2 separate regions of the Zea mays genome follow, and region 1 is linked to region 2. A link is a contact called in public Hi-C data. All regions are on one chromosome and are shown on one strand. Each heading gives the region's core, a stretch centred on a gene start, on an enhancer-like site or on the middle of the called end of the contact. The rest is flanking DNA. Distances are from core to core; before and after follow the strand shown.

Region 1 (4,218 bases), core at 817-3,316, 270 kb before region 2:
CATTATCGGGTGGCACTCAACTGTTGGACAATGGGCACGGATAGAGAATATGACCATCCTGGGCGAGGATGTTCATGTGTGTGACGAGGTATACAGTAATGGCGGTGTTGTTCTCCCACACAAAGAGATCAAGTCAAGCATTCTGAAGCCTGAGATCGTCATGTAAGAGTTCTCCAGTTTTAACTACAGTACATTCTTAAGTTCTTCGAGTAAGTGAGGATTGCAGATCCCCTTTTTATAAGTGATATCTATTGGTATCTTTGGCCTAATTCAAACAGCTTCAGACATGTTCGCTTGCTAAACTGTTGACAATGTATCCTTGTTCTTTGTTGAAAAGTTTTGTACTTGTAGTGTCAATCATATTTCACAAAGTGGTTGTCATATAATACTGAGAGGTTTTGGACCCTTGATCTGCAGAAGTTCAATACCATAGTAGCAAGAATAAGTTTATTTTTAAATGTTGTCCAATGTAACTTTCAGCAGTAATGTTTGTGTGCTAAATGCTCTCCCGGAGAAATGTACACGCTGCCCACGTGTGATGTAACTTACTATGTTCACGTATTTAATCTTGTACCAATGAATATATTGTCGGTGTCTTTAAAATCATTCTAATACAGTCTGTCTGGCATTACGAGTCAATAATTCTGACTGACGCTGTTGCTGCTGCTGTTGAACAGAGAATGAAGATATGCGTCGATCATGTTCAGTTACAGTGATAAAAACGTCGTCTAATAGTTACAATGGCGGGGTACCGGTGTACGTACTGCGGGTTTGATTTCTAAGTTTTTTTTTTAAATGGTGATGACAAGGAGTAGATAGAGATAGATTTACAATATCACAGATCTAATAAACCTAATAAGATAATAAGTACAAGTCGATCAGGCACGCACTCGCTTCTCATGACAAGGAGGCACTCGCGGCTTTGGAGGCTAGCTGAGGGCTTGATCTGGCAGAATCAGAGTCGGCATCTATGTACGATGACGATCCAGTCGAGGCTTCCTCCTCATCGCTGACGTGAATGTGGCGGGCCATGGCGATTATTAGATCCTCGAGACCACCGTCCGTACGATCCCAAAGCCTCTGTCCGGTCGATCCCGTCTCGCGTTCCTTTTGGCCTCATCCATGCGATGCGAGCATCCGGCCGGAATGGATCGGAGCAAGTGGCAAGTAATCAGAGATGTGATATAAGCACGTCCGCACTACTTAGTACTTACTGACTAGTTCTCCAATGCTGAGGTCTGGCCATACATCAGTCATGTCACTCTAGCTAGCTAACAAACCATTAATTTAGCCTCACATTCCGTCATTATTCACAGCTAGCACAACACAGCTAGCGCGCGAGTTATTCCTGGAAATGACAGACTACGTACGTGAGCAGTGTGGTGTATTTAGCTTTTACCGGGGCGGACACTACATCATGTACTAGCATTGTAGCTAAAGCTAAATTTTAACTGCTGGCGCCGCCGGCCGCACGCCATTTCAGAAGACAAATTAAACGAGGATGTACATACACCAGTAATAAAACATCAACAACTGCAGCAGCAGCAGCAGCAACAAGAAGAGGCACCACAGCATTTTGTAGCAGGCAGCTCAAACCCATCGTCCACCCATGCATGGACGTCAGCGTGCCACGTGTGCCCATCTCTCTTTTTCTTTTTACCCTTTTCGTAGCAGTGGCTGAACGAAGAGACACGAGAGCGAGCCACCACAGCCGCCACTTGTGAAACAAAAGACCGCGTGGACTTTACAGTAACGTAGTGCCACGTCTGACAGACACACATTGAAAGGGTGGTGATGGGCCCACGTGCACTTCCCTCAAATCAACGGCCCAAACGGCACAGAGGCGCCCACTCCCCAGCCACCCATTTAAACCAGAGCAGAGCGTAGCACCAGCACCCCCGACTCCCCGAGGCCTCCCGTCCCCTCCTCGACGACACCCACAAACCCATCCCATCTCCCAACACCTCCGCCGGTCCGCCCCAGTCTCTCCCACTCCCAGCGCCCACCGGCACCGCCGCCGCACGCGACCCCTCGTCCCCGTCCCCCGCCCCGACCGCACGCCGGAATGGCTGCGGGCTCGTCCGCGGTGTGGGCCGCGCAACACCCCGCCTGCAGCGGCGGCAAGTTCCACCACCTGTCGCCGTCCCACTCCCACTGCCGCCCGCGCCGCGCCCTCCAGACGCCGCCCGCGCTCCCCGCGAGACGGAGCGGCGCCTCCCCGCCGCGCGCCAGCCTCGCCGCCGCCGCGCCTGCGGTGGCGGTGAGGACGGCTTCGGAGGAGGCCGTGTACGAGGTGGTGCTGCGGCAGGCGGCACTCGTGGAGGCCGCGACGCCACAGAGGCGCCGGACGCGGCAGCCGAGGTGGGCGGAGGAAGAGGAGGAGGAGAGGGTCCTCGGCTGGGGCCTCCTCGGCGACGCCTACGACCGCTGCGGCGAGGTCTGCGCCGAGTACGCCAAGACCTTTTACCTCGGTGAGTGCCAGTGCCAGTGCCACTGCCTATGCCATCTTCAGGATCAGTGCTAGTGCTGCTACCAACAATTCAATATTGCATAGGAGTATAGTGCTAGGGCCTACTAGAACAATAGCAGTGGAATTTAATTAACAGACCAGATGGAAGACAAGTGGAGCCATTCTATACCTAGCGAGCTGCTGCGATTTTGGCCTAGTTTTAAAGAGAGTGTGTGCCATCGGTGGTGCTGCAACCCACATGATACACAAGATCAGGTTCTCTCTCGACTATCGACAACTGCACATGTCTACAGCCGATACGCAAGATCGCGACGACCTCGGTAGGTAACGAGAGGATATATATTGCACGTGGGCGCTGGGTGCCATCATATCTCCTAATGTCCCAAGGGGACAAATAATCAATCTTATTAACGGCTGTCTGCCTCTTCTACTGGCAACTGATAGGTTTCTTGAATAAGGTTATCAGGTTATGGCTGGACAAATAATCAATTTTGTTTTCCTGCTTCTTTTAAGCGCGCGCTCTAGATCTCTCTGACCTTTATAACTGAATGTTTTTTTTTTATTGTCTTTGACCATATGGGCGCCTGCGGGTAGCAGCAGCCAGCAGGCAGCAGATTCATGATTGATAACACTGATATCTTGTCATCGGCATCTCTTTCTCCTTTCTGAGACGATATCACGTACGTACCTCATCCCGGCTCATGTTTTACGTTTCAGGCACGCAGCTCATGACTCCTGAGCGGCGCAAAGCCGTCTGGGCGATCTACGGTATGATCTCGATCCATATAAACCCTGCGCTGTTTACTTGCCCCATCCCTAGCTCGTGTTGATTCTGAAGCAACATACGTTCTCTTTCCCTTGCGCGCAGTGTGGTGCAGAAGAACTGACGAGCTAGTGGACGGTCCCAACGCGTCCTACATCACGCCGACCGCTCTCGACCGCTGGGAGAAGCGGCTGGAGGATCTCTTTGAGGGCCGCCCGTACGACATGTACGACGCCGCGCTCTCGGACACTGTGTCCAAGTTCCCCGTCGATATCCAGGTAAACCCGTCCGTCCGTCCATCCATCTATCCATCCATCCAGCAGCAGGAACAAATTTACCACAAGACGTCTGGAAATCACCGGCCACAAAGACGTCTGGAGATCTGCATCTGCTAACAACGTTTTCTCTCCCTTTTTTTCCCCAGCCGTTCAAAGACATGGTCCAAGGAATGAGGCTGGACCTGTGGAAGTCGAGGTACATGACCTTCGACGAGCTCTACCTCTACTGCTACTACGTCGCCGGCACCGTCGGCCTCATGACGGTGCCTGTCATGGGCATCGCTCCCGACTCCAAGGCCTCGACCGAGAGCGTGTACAATGCTGCTCTGGCTCTCGGCATCGCTAACCAGCTGACGAATATTCTCAGAGACGTGGGCGAAGAGTAAGTGCTGGCTTTATTCACAGCTAACTAAGCATATATATAATTCTATTTTTACATCATCTGATCGATACGCCCACATCTGTTTGATACGGCGCCCATTAAAGTTTTATATCCAGCACTTGCGCGATACAATCAAGTCCAGAGATTATTAGTATTTAAAAGCGCTAGTAGTATGCGTGTACTGTATTCTACTGTCTGTCAGCAAGGAACATGTAATGCAAGCCTGTCGCTGTTCAGTATTTTTTTTTTCTTTTCCCTCCCCGGCCCGTTTCTTGACTGTGATGTAGTTTTGTTTGCTGTCGCGGACGGAATTTCAGTGCGAGGA
Region 2 (3,831 bases), core at 845-3,344:
GAAATTGGCGATAGTGCCGGGAAGTAGAGTATGCATGACCGATGGTTTAGTTTATCCTACTTAAACCCGTAAATATAGCAACGTTGACTGGTATAAGAGGAGGAGGTGAAGCGTATGATTGCTCTTTGCTTTAGTTTATCCTATTTAAACCCGTAAAAAAGACTAGTGGCTTGGTTTCTGGTATAAACTAAATGACGCGAGCTACTTTTAAGATATATTAGATAACAATTACAACTACATGAAATCTACATAATGCTTGATAATCGAGTATTGAACAATAAGTAGATGGATGCAATTGCGAGGGTAAGTAAGAAGCACAAATTAAACCACGCGGGGGAAGAAATGACATAAGATATGTCCCTGATATATTGATTGCTTGCTAATAACCTATATCCTCGTCACGCCGAGTTCAAGCAAAGATGTTCATATGTCGTTTCTACAATATCTATAAAGACTTTGCTTTTATATGTTTATGATATCGTACTTTTACATCAAAGCAGTCCACACAACAGAAAACTAGATACATAAAAGAAAACAAAAGGAGGCCTTTTTAATAATATTTTATGGTTCTACACATTCTTCCGATTGAATAATGAGCCCCAGCGATCAGGGACTCTTTCCCTTAGTACGCTCACTGACCGGCGGGTCCCAGGTTCGGGGTTCATTCCCCGACACTATGCTTTGACAATTTATATAAAACCTTGCTTTTACATATGTACTTTCTGTTGTCGTGTTTTTTGTGTTGAAGTGTATCATACCATGGAAATTAATAAGTACAAGAAAACACAAAGATGCACTTTGTAGTAATATTTTATATTTATCCATCTTTTGCACTAGCCACATTTTATCATAGTGGTATATAATCTTACTTCTAAGCTTATCCGATCATCTCCAGTCCGACATTAGACAATGTGTCGTTATATTTAGACAATATCTATAAAACCTCTCTTTATATCTTAGGCATTAGACAATATGTCGATGTATATGTTACGTTTTGGTAACATCTATAAAGACTTCGCTCTATGCCTCTATATCTTTTAAGTTGTAGCGGCTCACGTCATAAAAAGTAATAATAATAAAAAGAAATATATATGTCCACACTACGTCCATATACTTATTTTCGCATGGGCATGGACCTTCATTGAGTTGGCAAATTGTTTTCCCACGTTAAGTCCATCCCATCGTTTTGGACAATATTTAAGTCAAATTTATAAAACTTTGAATACAATTAACCATTTTGTTATTTAGTTTTGAACTCTAAGTACTCATTTGCACCAATTTGTCTTACAAATACTTTTACAAAAGTATATTTGAACAAAAAATGATTAAAAGTGTGAAATTTGTATTTTGAATATCATGTCGTTGTTCTAAACCACTTAGAGCAACTCTAAAAGGATGTTAAAAATTTTACCCCAAAAATTAATTATTAAGAGCAGGCTAAAAGTTTTTAAGAGTGAATTATGATGAATACTCCAACAGTTTATTTAAATGTGACATGTGACGCAATTTGTACAGTCGTCGGGAGACAGTGAATGATCTGATACGTTGAGGAGTGGATTGTGGAGGGATGAAACACACCAAAGCGAGAAGAGACTGTGGATGCGGGACGCTAATTTTTTGGGGAAGAATGAATGAGCTGTTGGAGTAAGAAAAACCACTATTCCGGACTAATATCTGTTTTAGGGTTAGTTTACCGTTGCTCTTATAACATAGACATGGAAGGAGCAATTGATTAGGCTATGATTGGGTGTCGAACTTTCCATTATTAACCAATGGTGTTGTGTTGTCAACATTCGTTGAAGTACCATTTTAATGTCGAGGACTCGAGCGGTGGGAGCTGTTGGTGGGTGTCAGCCAATATGAAAAGAGCAATCCTCAAATGTGAAAACGATGCCAAACCCTCAAATAGCCAAATAGGAATAACAACCGTGCAAATGGAAGCCTGACGTACCCGGTTTAGTTAACCACACGAGTTCAAACGCCGCGAGGAGCACGAAAACACGCCCCGCCGCTAATCCAATCTCGCGTTTCTCTCCGCTCGCCGCGCTTTATAAGCCACCCGCATAGTATGTCTAGAGCCGGTAGAAGCAAGTAGTTTGACCACCTCACCTCCCTCCACTCCGCAAGGCCTCTCGCCGTCCTTCTCCTTCGACATTCTCGCTGCGCTGGCCGCCTGCCCCCCCCTCTCCGTCCGTAAGCTTTGGCCGGGGCAGATAACAAAATCTGATATCCCTGGGGCTTCGCTGCGCCGGGTCCCCTACCTTCTCACCTCACGCAAAGCAGAAGGGGGAGGAGTTTTAGGAGGTGGCAAGAGGAGCCATCATCGTGTCCGTCCGTGCTGCCCATTATTGTTTCTTCTTCCAGCGGCAATTTCTGGCCACAGTGGCGGGCGCTATATTACTCACAGGTTCGTGGCCGGTCCCGGTCCGTCCGAGCAAGCAGAGCGGCGTGTCGTTCATGGCGGAGGAGTGCCCGCCCACTGGCGGCGGCGTGGAGCTCTGGCTTCCGGACGAGTTCCTGGACGACGATTTTTTCTCCGAGGAGGAGAAGGCGGCGGTCGCCGCCAGGAGCGAGAACGACGACGAGGAGGAAGGGGCTGACGGCCTCCCGCGCCGCAGGGCTGGGCTCGTCGTCGGCAACGCGAAGGGCCAGGGGGACGGTTCCCCTGCAAATGTGGGTCACCTTTTCTGCTGTGGTGCCGTGTTTGCAGGTTTCCGTTTTCGAATTTCGCTGAGCTCTGGTCGTCACCCCCCTCGTCGCGTCGTGTGACAGGCGGAGGTGTTGGCCGGCTCGCCGCAGTCGATTCTGTGCGGCCTGCAGGACTATGGGGAGGACAGCCCCAACGGCGCGGCGTCGAAGGTTTGCTCGCCGCCGTCGTCGCCGCTGGAGCGCCCGCCGGCGGATCCCTGGGACGTTCTTAAAGAGGCGGCTGGCCAGGTGGCTCGCCTGCGCACAAACAGCACCCCCGTGCCAACGAACGACGCTGCCGCCAACCAAGGACTCCCCGTCACGCCGCCGGCGAAGAAGCTCTCCGCGCCGGCGGAGACTGCGAAGGCCAACCACTCCCAGCCGCCGAATAACTCGGTGGAAGAGCGACGGATTCAGATTGCTCGTGTGAGTCCCATGTCCTTACGCTGCGCCGTAGGTTGCACCAGCGCGCAGGCTCGGCCACTGGTTTGTTTGGTCTCTGAATCTGATGGGCGTTTTTCCTCGGCGTGGCGTGGTTTGTTCTTGCAGTTTAATGCCCTGAAGCAGCGGCAGCTCCTCAAGCACCGGCGGGATCGGGAGCTCGCCGTCGCCACGGCGGCGGCGTGGGGCACCAGTGTTGCTGGGTCTCATCGTGCCGCTGCCGCCGCCGCCGGCGGGTACGGTGCGCCGGCGCCGGCGCCGGCGCCACGTGTCCTGAGCTCGTACGCGTGGCCCCCGCTACAGAAGCAGCGGCAGGCGCCGGCGTCCCCGGAGGGCGTGCGCGCCCTCTTCCTCGCCCCTCCTCCTGGCGCCACGCGCGAGTGCGCCGGCACCGGCGTGTTCATCCCTCGCCAGGCCGGCGCCCCCGCTGAGCCCAAGAAAAGGCCAGGTAAGCGCACCTGCGCGGCGCTCACAAGTGCCTTTTTCGGGTTTTCCGGTCTGCTTGGATTCTTTTCAAGGATCGTAACCGATGTGTTGTGATGGCGCTTGTGAACAGCGTGCTCGCCTGTTCTTCTCCCGGTGCGCGTCGTGCAGGCACTCAACCTGAACGTCGTGGACCTCGGAGCCCGTCCCATCTACCCTGGCGGTTTCGTTCTCGATCACGGTAATTACTCTCTCGTCACTGTGGCTGTGTGGCATGGC

What was found. Hi-C and Micro-C count contacts between places; a contact is called where the count stands out from the background.
Region 1: a Hi-C map of ear shows a contact between it and region 2, with 2.5 times the contacts expected there. The contact joins the promoter of LOC542686 here to the promoter of LOC100191633 in region 2. A contact is called at or near these places in 2 of 25 Hi-C or Micro-C datasets (ear and tassel).

What each region holds. Positions count from the first base shown.
Region 1 is chr8:174,807,007-174,811,224 of Zm-B73-REFERENCE-NAM-5.0, reverse strand. It overlaps LOC542686 (phytoene synthase 2), which reads left to right and starts at 2,066. Exons shown (of 6, transcript NM_001114645.1): 1 at 2,066-2,471; 2 at 3,188-3,238; 3 at 3,339-3,511; 4 at 3,658-3,893; 5 at 4,211-4,218. The coding sequence starts at 2,066. It overlaps LOC100274471, which reads left to right. Exons shown (of 5, transcript NM_001148830.1): 5 at 1-605. The coding sequence ends at 166.
Region 2 is chr8:174,542,361-174,546,191 of Zm-B73-REFERENCE-NAM-5.0, reverse strand. It overlaps LOC100191633, which reads left to right and starts at 2,094. Exons shown (of 5, transcript NM_001137062.1): 1 at 2,094-2,673; 2 at 2,773-3,114; 3 at 3,238-3,577; 4 at 3,686-3,793. The coding sequence starts at 2,458.